Linked DNA regions of Sus scrofa: region 1 is linked to region 2. The links are chromatin contacts, called in public Hi-C maps. All regions are on one chromosome and are shown on one strand. The core of a region is the stretch at or near the end of the contact, and the rest is flanking DNA. Distances in the headings are between cores, read along the strand shown.

Evidence for each region. A called contact is a pair of places that touch in the nucleus more often than the background predicts.
Region 1: a contact with region 2 is called in a Hi-C map of embryonic fibroblasts, with 2.3 times the contacts expected there. The contact joins the promoter of TMEM238 here to the promoter of KMT5C in region 2. A contact is called at or near these places in 12 of 47 Hi-C or Micro-C datasets (brain, embryonic fibroblasts, fetal heart ventricle and 6 more) and 2 of 2 datasets of contacts at active chromatin or transcription factors (alveolar macrophages and skeletal muscle).

What each region holds. Positions count from the first base shown.
Region 1 is chr6:59,552,418-59,559,326 of Sscrofa11.1, reverse strand. It overlaps TMEM238 (transmembrane protein 238), which reads left to right and starts at 3,314. Exons shown (of 2, transcript XM_021095016.1): 1 at 3,314-5,011. The coding sequence starts at 4,468. The coding sequence ends at 5,004. RPL28 (60S ribosomal protein L28) reads right to left here and starts at 2,741. Exons shown (of 5, transcript XM_021095010.1): 1 at 2,607-2,741; 2 at 2,177-2,265; 3 at 1,958-2,081; 4 at 303-421; 5 at 1-125. The coding sequence starts at 2,682. The coding sequence ends at 36.
Region 2 is chr6:59,514,912-59,521,093 of Sscrofa11.1, reverse strand. KMT5C (histone-lysine N-methyltransferase KMT5C) reads right to left here and starts at 4,036. Exons shown (of 9, transcript XM_021095006.1): 1 at 3,919-4,036; 2 at 1,884-2,131; 3 at 1,551-1,716; 4 at 1,064-1,173; 5 at 100-263. The coding sequence starts at 2,131.

The DNA.
Region 1 (6,909 bases), core at 2,065-4,564, 39 kb before region 2:
ACTGTTGTCTTTATTGCTTTGGGGAAGGGCAGGGCTCAGGCGCTCTTGGTGGGGCGGGTCCGCTTCCTCTTCACCATCACTGGCTTCTGGCTGCGCAGGATGGCGCTGGCTCTGCGGATGGCGGCCTGGGAGGCAAGGCTGGCTCAGTGCACCCACCCCACGAGCTGGGACCCTGCCCCACTCCAGGAGGATAATGGTGCCCCTTCTCCAGAAAGCCGCCCCTCCCAGCACTGGCTGGGCTCTCTGGGCGCCCACGGAGTCACCCCCCGTACCTGCCACGGCCTCACTGGGCTCCCACTCACCATGCGCAAATCCGGGCGGTACTTGTTCTTTCGGATCATGTGCCGGATGCTGCTGAGAGTGGCTCGGGCGTTCTTGTTGATGGTGGTCCGCACGTAGGAAGTGGCCGGCTTTCGCTGGCCTGGTGGGAGAAGGGAGAAGAGAGCCCCCAGGGGTCAGTCGGGTGGTCTGGTCCTCTGTGCCCACCCCTAGTGCGAGGGTACGATCTCACCCAGAGGACCTGGGTGGGTGCCTGGGCTGTGTGAGCCTGCACATGGTGCCCCATCTCTGGGCATCAATTTATAGGACGATGGCAGGCGAGGCCCAGCACCTGTACAGGTGTGTCTTCCCCACCCAGCTGTGCAGACACAGCACTGCTCGTCTCACAGCACAGATTTAGAAGCAGAAGCAACGGGGACTCCCTTGTCCACATGCACACAGCAGTTATCAGAATCTGAGAAGCCCAGCTGAGGCGGGCATTCGCAGCACTATGGCAGCCAGGGAGTGGGCACTCCCCAGAAAGCAGCTCTGGCTCCTCTCCCTTCTGCACCCTCCAGGGCCCAAGACAACTCCTCTGCACCAAATGTCTAATACGCCACACTGTGAGGCCTGGCTCTGATGCTGGGGTGATGCTGGACCACGGGAAGACCAGGGGCAATTAAGAGTCCTAGGGTAAGCCCTCACCTGAGCACAAGTGAGCCTGGACTCCACTGCCCAGGATAAAAGAAAAACACCCCCTTTACCGTGTCACAGGGCTGATGGGGTCCCACGCTCCTGGTTTCCCCCAAGAAGCCAAGGACCCATGCCATAGAGAAGGTTTATGTTACCTCCTCAGGTCAAGCCAGTTTCTGACTACCCAGAAAGGGCCACCCGACAATTCAAGAAGAGAAAGCAAAGCCTTGGGGGCTCAACACACCAGAACAGGGTTCTCAGGAGTGTGGGAAGCTGGGAAGCTCAACAGCACAAGGAACTGGCTGCTCGTGGGGCTGCTTCGCAGGGAAGGGGCTATCCCTTCCCCTCTGAGATGGAGGCAACAGGTGTGGTCACTGCTGTCACTGAACCAAGACACTGGACTCAACCCAAACGGAAACTGGCCCTCACAAGAGACGGAGGAAAAACTTTTCCTATCTCAAACCCTCCACCCCGAAAAACAAAAAGATAGCTGTGATACCCTGCCTCTTCTTGACTCCGAGTCTAAATAAAAAGGCCTGGCCGCGCCTGAGAGCGGTTTAGGGGGGTGGGAGGCTAAGCATCCCTTCTGAGTCCTTGCAGCCACAAAGGGGGTCACGCCACTGCCTCAGACCCAAGCTGTCACTTCCTACACGTGGGAGCTAGAAAGGCCCCCACCTGTCTGCCCAATTTTCCCACCCTTTGAGACTGACATTCACTGAGCTGTTTTAAAGACTTATCCTAAACACAACACTGAATCATACCTCCCCGAAACATAAATCCTGGTGAGGGGACAACTTGAGGACCTATTCATGACTTTTCAAACGATGAAACAAGCAAAGCAGCCTGGCCAGCTCATACAGGGGGAGGGCAAGCTTGAAGAGCCAGCTTCCCAGGCAACTGTCCTGACCCCAAGAAACCTTAGTGCTGCTGCCCGACACTGAGAAACCATAGCTCCTCGCCCGTGTGGGGGGGTCTGTCGCCCGGCCGAGCCAGGGCAGATGCTTACCGGATCTCCGCTTCATCACCACCACGACCCCTTTGCCGTCCGCCGCCGGCTCCACGCCCACGGTCTTGTGGTGAATCAGCCCGTTGTAGCGGAAGGAGTTGCGGGCCTTCAGGTTATTGGGTTCCTGGGAAGCGGGACACATGGCGGTCGCGAAAGGGGCCAGGGCCCAGCGGTCGTAAAGGTCCCTCCCTCAGACCCAGGCGTCGGGGCCCCACTTACGGTGCTGTACGTCTGCTTGTTCCTCTTGATGAGGAAGCTGGAGCAGTTCCGCACCACCATCCATTGCAGGTGCGCGGACATAACGGCAGCTGCGGAGGAAGGGGCCCGGGAAATGTCAAGGGAGCAGCAGGCCGACGGTGAACAACAGGGGAAGGCCGCGTGTGGGGACCTGGGGAATGGGGGAACCGTGTGGGCCGAGAGCGCTTAGAAATCTGCCAGGCGGGGCTGGGCGGCCTAAGGTAGAGGAGCTGAACTTAGGCGGCCGAGACTACGAGCGACAAGAAAATGAAAATGCACAGCGACCTAGGGCGGCGGGGCTCGGGGGCAGCCAGGGAGGCGAGCGGCGCAGCGAGAGAGGCCAGGCAAGGGCACAGACCCACGGCGGCGGGCGCGAGACGGCCACGCGGGCGGACAAGAGGCCGCACCTCACCTCCTCTCCGTGCGGCGGCCGGAGACGGAAAGAGACACGCCGGGGGCGGAGCGACGCTTTTAATACCCACACGCATTTCCGCTTCCTCTCTGGGCACGCGCGTCGACTGTCCCCCGCCTCTCCCCTCCCGTCTCCGAACCAGCTCGGCAACGCTCGGCTATTTCCGCCAGCCCGTCGCAAAACCCTTCGGGGATTTTCGGAACTCTTCGGCTAGGGACCCGAGGGCGTGTTCTCGACGCGGAAGGGGACAGTTTGGATAGCCCTTCTTGTGTTGTCGGAAGCCCACGGCTGGGTTTCCGATTGTGTCCACCTCTAGAAGCCCCACGGCCCCTTCCTCAGCGGCCTCTTCCAATATTGCCACCCATTGCTGGCCACAGAATGGATGCTCAACTCAATAAATATTTGTTTTATGAAGGAACGTGAGAGTGCCTGAACTATTAAAACCTAGCTCTGCTCCATAGTCTTCGGGTGCTTCCAGTCTTCTTCGTAGGCCCTCGGCTATTCCCGAAGAAGGTAGTTAAGTAGTTTCGGACATTTTCGAAACTCTCCGGAAACGCTCTTCGGAGGGGCGGCCGCCTTCCCACTTATTGGCCCGTGCCCCTTCGGATCTGCTCGGAAACAGTCGATCTCCAATCGGCTACGTTCGGAACCCCTCGGCTAACTCCAGGAACCCCCTGTTATTTCCCCCTCCCCAGGGCCGTCTTAAAATTAAATCCAGAGCTATTTGAGTCTAGAGAGAAGCCTGACGGAACCTTCTCGCAGACTGTCTCCGCAGGGAACCGTGGATTTCCTCTTAAGGGCGAGTTGCGTTTGGAGGAAAAGATTTGTCTGGGAAAGCTCTTGGTTCCTTGAGGGTTTCCATACTTGTTTGCCCTGCCTCTTCCCTGTGCCCCGCGGCCTCCCCCATCCTCCTCCAGCCTGCCCCATGTCACCTGTTACACTTTATAGACGTTTGTTTTCTGTCGTCAGGGTCATCTTTAAGGAGCAGGAACCTTGCCTGATATATCTCTGTGTCTTCGGCCTGACCAGCACAGAGACTCCAAGGGAACAAAAGGAATGACAGTCCCTTGGCACCCCATTAGCGCGCTTTGATGTGATCATGTCCAGCAACTCCTCGAGGGGAGGGCAGGGACCTTGTCTGGTCCATCTCTCTGTGCACCTGGACTTCGCGAGTAATACATCCTGAGAGTCTAAAGACCCCAGGAGAAACCTGAGCCAACGGGAATGTTGGGGGTTACCCTCCTGCCTTCATCACGGAGCTCTGATCCGATGGTGGCGGCAGAGTTCCTGTGAGTGTCTGATCCGCCTTTGCGATCATTAATCATTCGCTCTGGGCCACACAGGAGGCCGGCAGTGACTGAGAGCAGCCTCAGCTCCACGGAGCCGTTTCCTTCCTTAAGGCACTCTGTTGACTCCCTGCCTCCCAGAGTTCCTTGAGGTTCAGGGCCTTGTCTGATCCTTCTTTTTCACCCCATCTGTTCCCACTGGTGCACCGGGGGCGGAGGCGCCTGGAGGTAGGCACTGAACAGAAACTATGCTCGGGCTCCCAGAGCGCCCTACGTTGCCTCCACTAGAACACCCTGAATTTTGACCATGCGCTGCTCCGAGTTCCTTGGGATACAGAGGCCGCACGCATCTTTGCGTCCCGCTGTTCCCAGCATAGGCTTCTGAAGGCCAGGTCCTGCCCAGAAAACACAGCTAGATCGCCTCCGGGCCAGGCCAGTCTGTACTGCTCAGGTGACCAGGCGGGAGCCGGGCACACCTGGCGCGGTCCCCTGACCCCGCCCCGGGCCGGGCCGCGCCCGGAACGCGGAAAGCTCTCGGTCGGAGCCAGCGGCGGCGGCGGCGGCGGAGCACGGCCATGGCGGCGGCGCCGGCGGTAGGCGCCTCGCAGGGGGCCCCGCCGGGCGCACCGTTCCCGCCGGCGGGCGCGCCGGTGCCCTCGTCCGGCCTGGGCCGCTGCCGGATGGCGCTGCTCCTCGCCGTGGCGCTGGACGTGGCGGGCATGGCGGCGCTGCTGACCGGCGTGTTCGCGCAGCTGCAGGTGCGCGGCCGGGACTTCGGCGACCTGCTCATCTACTCGGGCGCGCTGCTCGTCTTCCTGAGCCTGCTCGGCTGGATCCTCTGGTACACCGGCAACATCGAGATCTCGCGCCAGGAGCTCGAGCGCGACTACGGCCTGCGGCCCTCGGCGCTCGCCCGCCTCGCGCGAAAGCTCTCCCGCCGCTGGTCGGCGCCAGCTTCCTCCGCGGCGGGCCGGCGCGCCGCGCCCGGCTCCCGGGGAGCGCGCCGCGCCGCCCGCACGCCCCCGCCGCCGGCCGCCGGCTCCCGCCGCGTGCGCCTGCAGCTCGCCACGCTCGAGGCCGGGCCTGGGGCAGCGGGTGCGGGCACCGAGTGAGCCCGAGGTGAGGGGCGGGACGGGCGGGACGGGGTGCAAGGCAGAGGCGGGAAAGGGAGGGACGCCGGGGAGAGAGAGAGAGAGAGAGAGAGAGAGAGGGCAGCAGGAGAGACTGTAGAACAGTGGGCGAGATGGAGAGCTATCCTGGGAGGGCGAGATGGAAATGGAGAGAGGGAGCGATGGAGGCGGTGACAGTGGGGACAGAAAGGCGGCAGAGGTCCAGAGTGGGGAAGGAGGGAAGCACAGAGCAGCAGAGATCCAGAGGATGAAGTCCCAGAGACAGGGGCAGAGTCGGAGATTCAGATGGGCGGAGGACAGGAGAGTCGCCATTACTCCTCCAGCGCCTCGGAGCTCTGTCCCCGTGCTCCAGTTCCCAGGCACACCAGGTCCCATTTCCCATTTTATGCTGGCATTGTAACAGAATCTCTGAGGTCACTGCTATTATTATCCCCCTGCCGGGGAGGGCACTGAAGCCCCTAAGGAGCCCCCTCCTGCCCAAGGGAGCACTCCCCGGTGTGCACCCCTCTGCCAAAGACCTGCTGTGGCTCCCCGTTGCCCTCTGGTTAAATCCTAGCCACTCCCTCGCTGGGTGCCACCCCCCCATTTCAGCCCCACATCTCCTGCCTTCTCTGCACTTATGACATCCCTCCGTCCACACCACCTGGCCTCTGTCCGTGCCTTCACCTGTACCACCAGTGCCCTTGATGTCTATACTCCACACAGAAAACCTGCCATGTGTCTTTTAAGATTAACTCAACTCCAGTGCCTTTCTGTGGTCTTCACGTTGTCTGAGTTACCCTTTTTATTTGTATCACCGTGTGTTATATCTGTGTTTGCTGATACTGTCTCTCCCTCCCAAGAGCAAGGCCCTTGAAGGGAAGGCCTGGGCCTCTGGCCTTTGTTCTCAGCACTCTCCAGCCAAGAGTGAACCCAGGAAATCAGAGTTTGATCATGGGGTCGGTGGGTGGGTGGATGGATGGATAGTTGGGTTGGTGGATGGAGAGATGGATGAATGGATGGATTGGTTAATGGATGGGTAGATGGAGTTCTGGACACTAGGTGATTGGACTGAATGAATGGATAGAGGGATAAAGGACGAACTGGTTGAGGGGGAAATAGGTGGATGTGGTTGGACTGCTGAATAGATGAGTGATGGCTAGAATTGGCTGATGGATGGATGTGATGAATGGTAGATGGGTGAATGGGTGGTGGGATGGATGTTTGGGCAGGTGGGTAGGTAGTTAGATAAGAGGATAGATAGATGCTTTGGTTAGTGGGTGGATGGGTAAGTGGAACGATGGACAGATGAGTGACTGAATCAGTTTCTCAAATGGGGATTCCATAAAAGCATTAAATCCTAATGTCAGAGTTCCTGCTGTGGCTCTGCAGCAACGAACCTGCCTGGTATTCATGAGGACACAGGTTCGATCTCTGGCCTTGCTCAGTGGGTTAAGGATCTGGCCTTGCGGTGAGCTGCAGTGTAGGTCTCAGACACAGCTTGGATCTGGTGTGGCTGTGGCTGTGGCCTAGACCAGCAGCTGCAGCTCTGATCCGACGCCTCACTGGGAACTTCATACGCAGTGGTACAGCCCTGAAAGAAAGAAAAAAAAATCTTAACGTCCTAAGACATTCTCTGTAGGTGATGAATTATCTTTCCTCCTGTGTGTCCTCATATGCATCCAGAATGATACTAGTTATACATCCTTCTTTGTGAGACTTTAAAAAATAGTTACTCCAATCTGATGCTATGTTCTGTGGTTCAGATGAGGAAACAGCTTAAGATGGACAGATTATGCTTAGGTGAAGCATGAGGTCACACAAAATTTGGCATACAATGCAGAAATCACCAGCTGTGGTTAAAATTACCCCTTGCCCCAAAGTCTAATACAGTTGGGCGGACCTCTG
Region 2 (6,182 bases), core at 2,787-5,286:
CCTCCCTCCTCCAGCCCCAACCTCCCACCCCCCACCCCCCTCCTCCCGCCCCCCCAGCCGGAACTCCAGCCCCACCCTCAGCCCCCTCCCCGCTCCCACCGTGGTTGATGAAGGCGGCCGGGCCGAGCCACAGCTGAGCGCTGCGCTTTCGGGTTGAGTACATGATGCTGAAGTCGTTCTCGCCGGCCCTCAGCAGCCCCTCGTCGGCCTCCCGCAGCTCCGCGATGCAGCCCACCAGCAGCTCCAGCTTCTCATTCTTTTTCCTGCCAAAAGGCTAGGCCGTGGGTCTGTGTGCAGCGCCGCCTGCCCAGACCACCAGCGTGGGGGGCAGGGGCCCCTCATCCCGGGCCTCCTGCGGGAAGGCAGCGCCAGCCCCCGCTCTCCACCTCCCAGCGCTCTCGCTCAAATTCTCCCAGGGAGGCCTCTACACCCGCCTGGGGGCGCTTCCCTGCTCCAGCACTCGGCCTGCGGAAAGTCCTGCCCCTCCCGCTCCGGGCTCCTCCAGACGCGTCCTACCCGGAAGCCCTCGCAGGTGCCCCCCCCCATCTTCACTAGACCCTTTGGCTCGTCCTTCTCCTTCGGGTCTCAGCCCAGGCCTGGCTCCCAAGAACACTCTCCAAATGCCTGGGCAGGCTCCGGAAGCACCGAACAGCAGCAGCCCTGCCACCGCCAGCTGCCTTCCCGCCAGAATGTGAGGAGCGGGTCCCACCTTGAGCCCAGCAGTGTTTGCGACTAGGCAGGGGCTCAGGTAGGGATGCAAAAAGGACAGCACAGTCCTGGGGACAAGGTCAGTCCTTTCCCAGCAGCCCCGGGAGTGCCAAGGGGACCTCATCTCCCAGCTGGGCTGTGGCAGGCAAGGGGGTCTTGGGGGCCAGGCCGGGTCTCCTTCCTCTCACTGCCTCTTCCTGGCCCGCGAACATCTTTGGGGCCCCCATGCCCTGTTCCCGCAGTGCCCAGTCTCCTCGAGAAGGGCCCGGCTTTCCTCTCCCAGCAGCCCCCGGGGTGGGGTGGGGGAGCCCCCTGACCAGCCTGGGGCCCTGGGCTGCGAGCCGTGCCCTCTTACCAAGCTCGGGTGGACACAATCTTGGCTCCGTTCGTCTCCATGGAATAACGGGTACAGGGCAAGATGGTAAAGCCACTCTCAGGCAGGAAGGCGCGGAGGTAGCGATAGATCTGGGGGAGGTGAGGGGGTGGGCGGGGTGAGGAGGTGGGGCAGGGTCGTCGGCCCTCTCTCTCCTGGGTGCTAGTTCTGCTTTGCCACTGACTCGCTGTGTGGTCTCGGGGAGCTCACTTCCCCTCTCGGGGGCCTCAGTCTCCTCATCTGTCAAATGAAGAGGTTGGACTCCATCTCAGAGGGCCCCCCAGCTCTCCTTTCCTAGGAGTCTCTGAGCCTTGCCTCAGATGGTCCCGATGGCGAGGAAGTCGGGGAGTCGCAGGGAGGGGACGCTGTGCTGAGGGTCTGCCCGGCCACTGGGCAGAGGACCTGGGACAAGCGGACGCGGTGGGGGGAGGCGCAGGGCCGAGGGGGGGTAAGGGAAGGGCTCCCTCACGTGGGTCTTGAGGGCAGCCTCCTGCCGCGGGCCCCGGCTCTGGAAGTAGTGGGCCATCCAGCCTCCCAGCGTCAGGGCCCGGTACGCAGCCTCCAGGTCCCGCTGCCTCAGGAAGGCCTCCAGCGCTGAGCGCAGGTGGTGCTGTCGCCGCAGGGGGGGCACGGGGCTGGGGGAGAGGTCACGCCTGGGTCCCAGGGCCTTGGCCTATTCCCTCCGGGCCTTCCCGGGCCCCACCCCCGCCCCCGCTCGGGGCTGAGGAGGACGGGGCCGCGGGGTGGCGGGGAAAGGGAAGGGGTCCCGACCCTCGGTCCGCCCTCTTCCAGGCCCCCTCACCTGACGTTCATCTTATGGGTGCGGAAGCCGAGGTAGGGGTCCAGGACGAGGCTGGTGGCAAGGTCGTCGTTCTCACACAGTTCCCTGGCGGTCACGCGGTCGGGCCCCATGGTGCCCCACGCACCATGCTGTCTCCGGCGGGGAGTGGAGAGGGCAGCGCAGGGGCAGGGACGGCGCCCTGGGCGCGTGCCTGCTCTGTGCCACTTGTACACTCTGCGCGACGCTGGCAAACCCTTCGGTCTCCTCATCTATAAAGAAGGGAGAAAAGCCATACTGACTTCACAGGGGCGACAGCGATGGTGAAACGCAACAAGTGCTTTTGACAGCAGGGAGGCCCCCAAGAAACGCCAGCCACCATCGTTAGTATCTGCACCTTCTCAGGCTCGGGAGCACAGACACAAACCCCCCAACCCCCTATGGACCCCCCCCTCCATGGGCACACGCAGATTCCCTGAGACCTCCATAGGCGTGCGCGCACGCGCACACACACACACACACACACACGCGTGTGCGCACGCATGTCCCTACTGGCCCGGGAAGGCTGATTAATTGGCAGATTGGGATAACCCTAAAGGCTTAGTCCTGCAGGAGGTGGGAGTCAGGGGGGACCCAGCTCCATCTCCAGCCCTCACCAAGGAAAACGCCAAGGCTTCCTGCCCTGCCAGAACTGCTTGTTCTTGCACCCACCCCCACTCTCTGCTGGCCTTGGCCTCCACCCCCCTCCCCAGTAGCCCTTGGGAGTCCTCAGAAGGCTCTGGGTGAAACCCCAGGCAGCCTGGGGGGGGGGGTGAGGCGAGGGAGAGCAAAGGAGGGATCCCAGCACCTGCTCCCTCTCCAAGGATTCCGGGGGAGGGAGGGGCGCAGAGGACAAAGCGGGGGAGGGGGAGAGAGAAGGAACAGTATGGAGAAGCAGAAGAGGCCCATAAAAAAGGAGGAGAAAGACAGGGATTAGCCAAAGGCAACAAAACAAGCCTCCTAACCCCACTGCAGAGGGCCTGCGGGGGGGGGGGCCCACACCATGGTGCCTCGGAATGGGGGGTGGAAGACAGACTGGGAGCTAGAGCGGCTGGGAAAGGGGGTCGAGAAGACACGAAGGCTGGGGATAAAGAGGGGGTGCCGCGGGTGGGCGCTGGGACAGAAAGGAGGCTACAGAGGGGCATGTGGGGAAAGAGAAAAATGGACACTGTGGGGTGGGAGCTGGGGCAGAGTGACGGGCCAGCGTGCCTGCAGGAGGGACAGAGGCCTGCGGGATAGCTTGGGGATCCAGGGAGGACCCCAGAAAAGCCAGCAGGGTGACAAGGGGGCCAACGAAAGCAGAGAAGAACCTGCAGCTCCGGGGAAGAGTCCTGAGCAGGTCGAGGGGGGCGGCTAGGGGGTCCAGTACAGGGCTTGGAAAAGCAAACAGGGATGGGGAAGTCCTAGGGAGCCGGGGAGGAGCGTAGAACGGCCTTGAGGAAAGAGCCTGGGCTCCAAGGAAGGGCCTGGGTAGGCGGTGAGAGTGCAGGGGAAGGGCCTGAGGTCCAGAGGGAAACTGGGGGAAGCAGACAGGGGCCTGCGCAAGACGGCGGTGGGGGGGCTCCAGCGGCCTGGGTAGGCGGTGAGAGTGCAGGGGAAGGGCCTGAGGACCAGAGGGCAACTGGGGAAGCAGACAGGCTCCTGGGGAAGACTGGGGGCTCCAGGGAAGGACTTGGCTAGGCGGTGAGAGTGCAGGGGAAAAGCCTCAAGTCCAGGAAGGGGAGGAAGAGTCAGCGCAGAGGGCGAGCTGAGGGTCCAGGGAAGGGCCTGGAGCGCGAGAGCGGGGCCGGGGGAAGGCCCGGGGCTGCGGAGAGGGCCCCGGGTGAAGAAGCACGGGGAAGGGGCTAGGCGCAGCGAGCACCCTGAGGCTCGCCGAAGGGCGGGGAGACGTGGGCGCCTGGACACGAGGAAGGGCCGGGTGGGGCGGGGACAGTCGGGGCTAGGGACGACCCGAAGCCAAGGCAGCGCGGGGCGGGGGCCGAGAAGGGGCTCAGAGGTCGGGCCCCGCGCCGCCCCTCACCCGCTTCTCCTCCTCCTCCTCCTCTGGCGCCCGCGCCGCCGATGCCACCACCTCCCACTGCCTCTTCCAGCTCTCGTCAGACACGGTCGCCGCGCCTCCAGTCGGCCCCGCCGGGCCTGCCCCGCCACGGCCACCGTGTCCTCCCATTGGCCAAGGTGGCCGCCACTCTTCAGTTGCTACGAAGCTCGCGCCACTCCTATTGGCCAAGATCCGCTCTGGCCCTCCCCGCCCGCCCCCGGCAGTGCCCCTACAAAACCCCGCCACGCCCGCCTTGCCGTCAAGCGCCGCCAACTGCGTCCAGTGGACGCCACTGCTGTCCTTCATCTGCTACCATGGAGACGTATCCCCGCCCACAACCCGAAATCGACGCCCTCATTGGGCAAAAGCGCCGTCCCTCCCGGCAAAACTCCGGTTTGGGTCGGGTTATTCGGGTCCTAGGGGAAAGAGGGCGGGTTCCGCCGGCTTCAGAGCCCGCGTGTGATTGGCCGGCCTTGGAACGACTCGTCCTTCCATTGGTTCAGGTCTCCGCCCGTCACCTTAGAGTCGCGACCTGCCTATTCTCTTTCTCTGGTGAAGCCTTTCGCCACCGGAGGGAGAAAGCAGGGGCAGGCGGGAGGGGGGTGAATGCGCGCGCACCTCCGTCGCCACGCCGGGAGAGGACCCTGGTTGCCAAGGCGACAAAACTTTATTGACAGCCCTGCCGGATACAAAGGACTCTTCAATCTCTCTTCCTCCCTTTTGGACCCCAAATACCCTGTTTAATTTTGAGTATCCACATTAACACTCTGTGAGTGAACAGGTCAGAAAGAGGGCGATGGAGAGGTGGGGGTTTTGGAGGAAGCCCTGGCTCGTGGGGCGCTCCCATGGGGCACCCCCCTCCCCTAATTGGAATCACCCCCCTGCAGCAACCCTAGAGGCAAACATAATTAGCAATGCATCATAATTAAGCCCGGAATAATAAGTTCCACAGTTGGATCAGAAGGTCTTTGTTTTGCTGACTGCCATATATCCTGTGCGTTTGGAACAATGTGGGGCGCAGAGTAGGTACTTCGTGTATTTGTCCTGGAGTCAATCAATGTATGACGCTGGTTTCTGCGTCCCTTCGCTGTGTGACGTTGGAGAAATGGTTTGCCCTCTCTGGGCCTCAGGCTCACATCTATAAAACAAGAACCACACTGGTCCCTCTTTGAAGCGTCCAACTTAACACTCTCCTAAGTGTCCTTCATCCGTTCGTCCAGGCTCCCACCCTCTGTTCTTACTATTCCTTCTGCAACTGGGACGACTCCTGGAACTGAGACACCCCTAACCCAGACACCCCCTCCCATAAGGATGGCTACAGCTCCGGAGGAGAGAAGAAGCCTCACCCAGAGCAGGGGAGCCAGCAAGCTGAAAGGACCCTATAAAAAGCTCGGCTCTTCGGGAAAGTTCTATGTACCAGTATATCTGAACGTTGAAAGTGCAGCCCATCTATCAGCGGGTGTACATCCTAGAGAAACTAAAAAATGTGAACAAAAATATAAGCACACTAATGCTTGCAAGAGTGATGTTTGTAACGGTGAAAAACTAGAGACGGCTTAAATGTCCATCACATAGGGCATGAATAAATGGATCCTGGCATAGTTTCACAGGGAAGCACCATACAGCCGTGAAAGTGGTTGAACTAGCACTCCATATATCAACCTGGACGACCCCAAAGCATGCTGCTAGTTGCAGAAGTCTTATGTAGTCGAATGCAGGAAGTTTTAAAACGCATAAAGCAGGGTTTGCGTGTGACACGTGTAATTCCGCGCAAAAGTGCATGGGTACAGCTAAGCGACCGGGGCAGGAGCAAGGGCTGCGGATAGCCCTAGTAGCGACCCCTAGGGGCGGAGGGGAAGGCATGCAATCAGGGAAGCTCCTCGGATCTATGTGTAATTTGTTTTGTTAAGCCTGAGGTGGAAGCCGTGAGTTCTGTATATTCACTGTTCTTTTTCGACGTTTCAAAAATATTTCGAAATGCAAATAAAATTTTGACTCATCAATGCCACTTCCAGGGGTTTATTCTAGAGAAATAACTGGACAAGTGTTAAAATATTTATATTTAAAGATGTTCGTGGATTTCCCTCGTGCCACACAGCGGGTTGGGGATCCTGCGTTGTCACTGCCACGGCTTGGGTCCCTGCTGTGGAACCAGTTCGATCTCTGACACCGGAACTTCCACACGCCTCGGCCCAGCCAAATAAAGAAAAATAAATTTAAAAAATTTAAAAATTAGTCATTTTTAA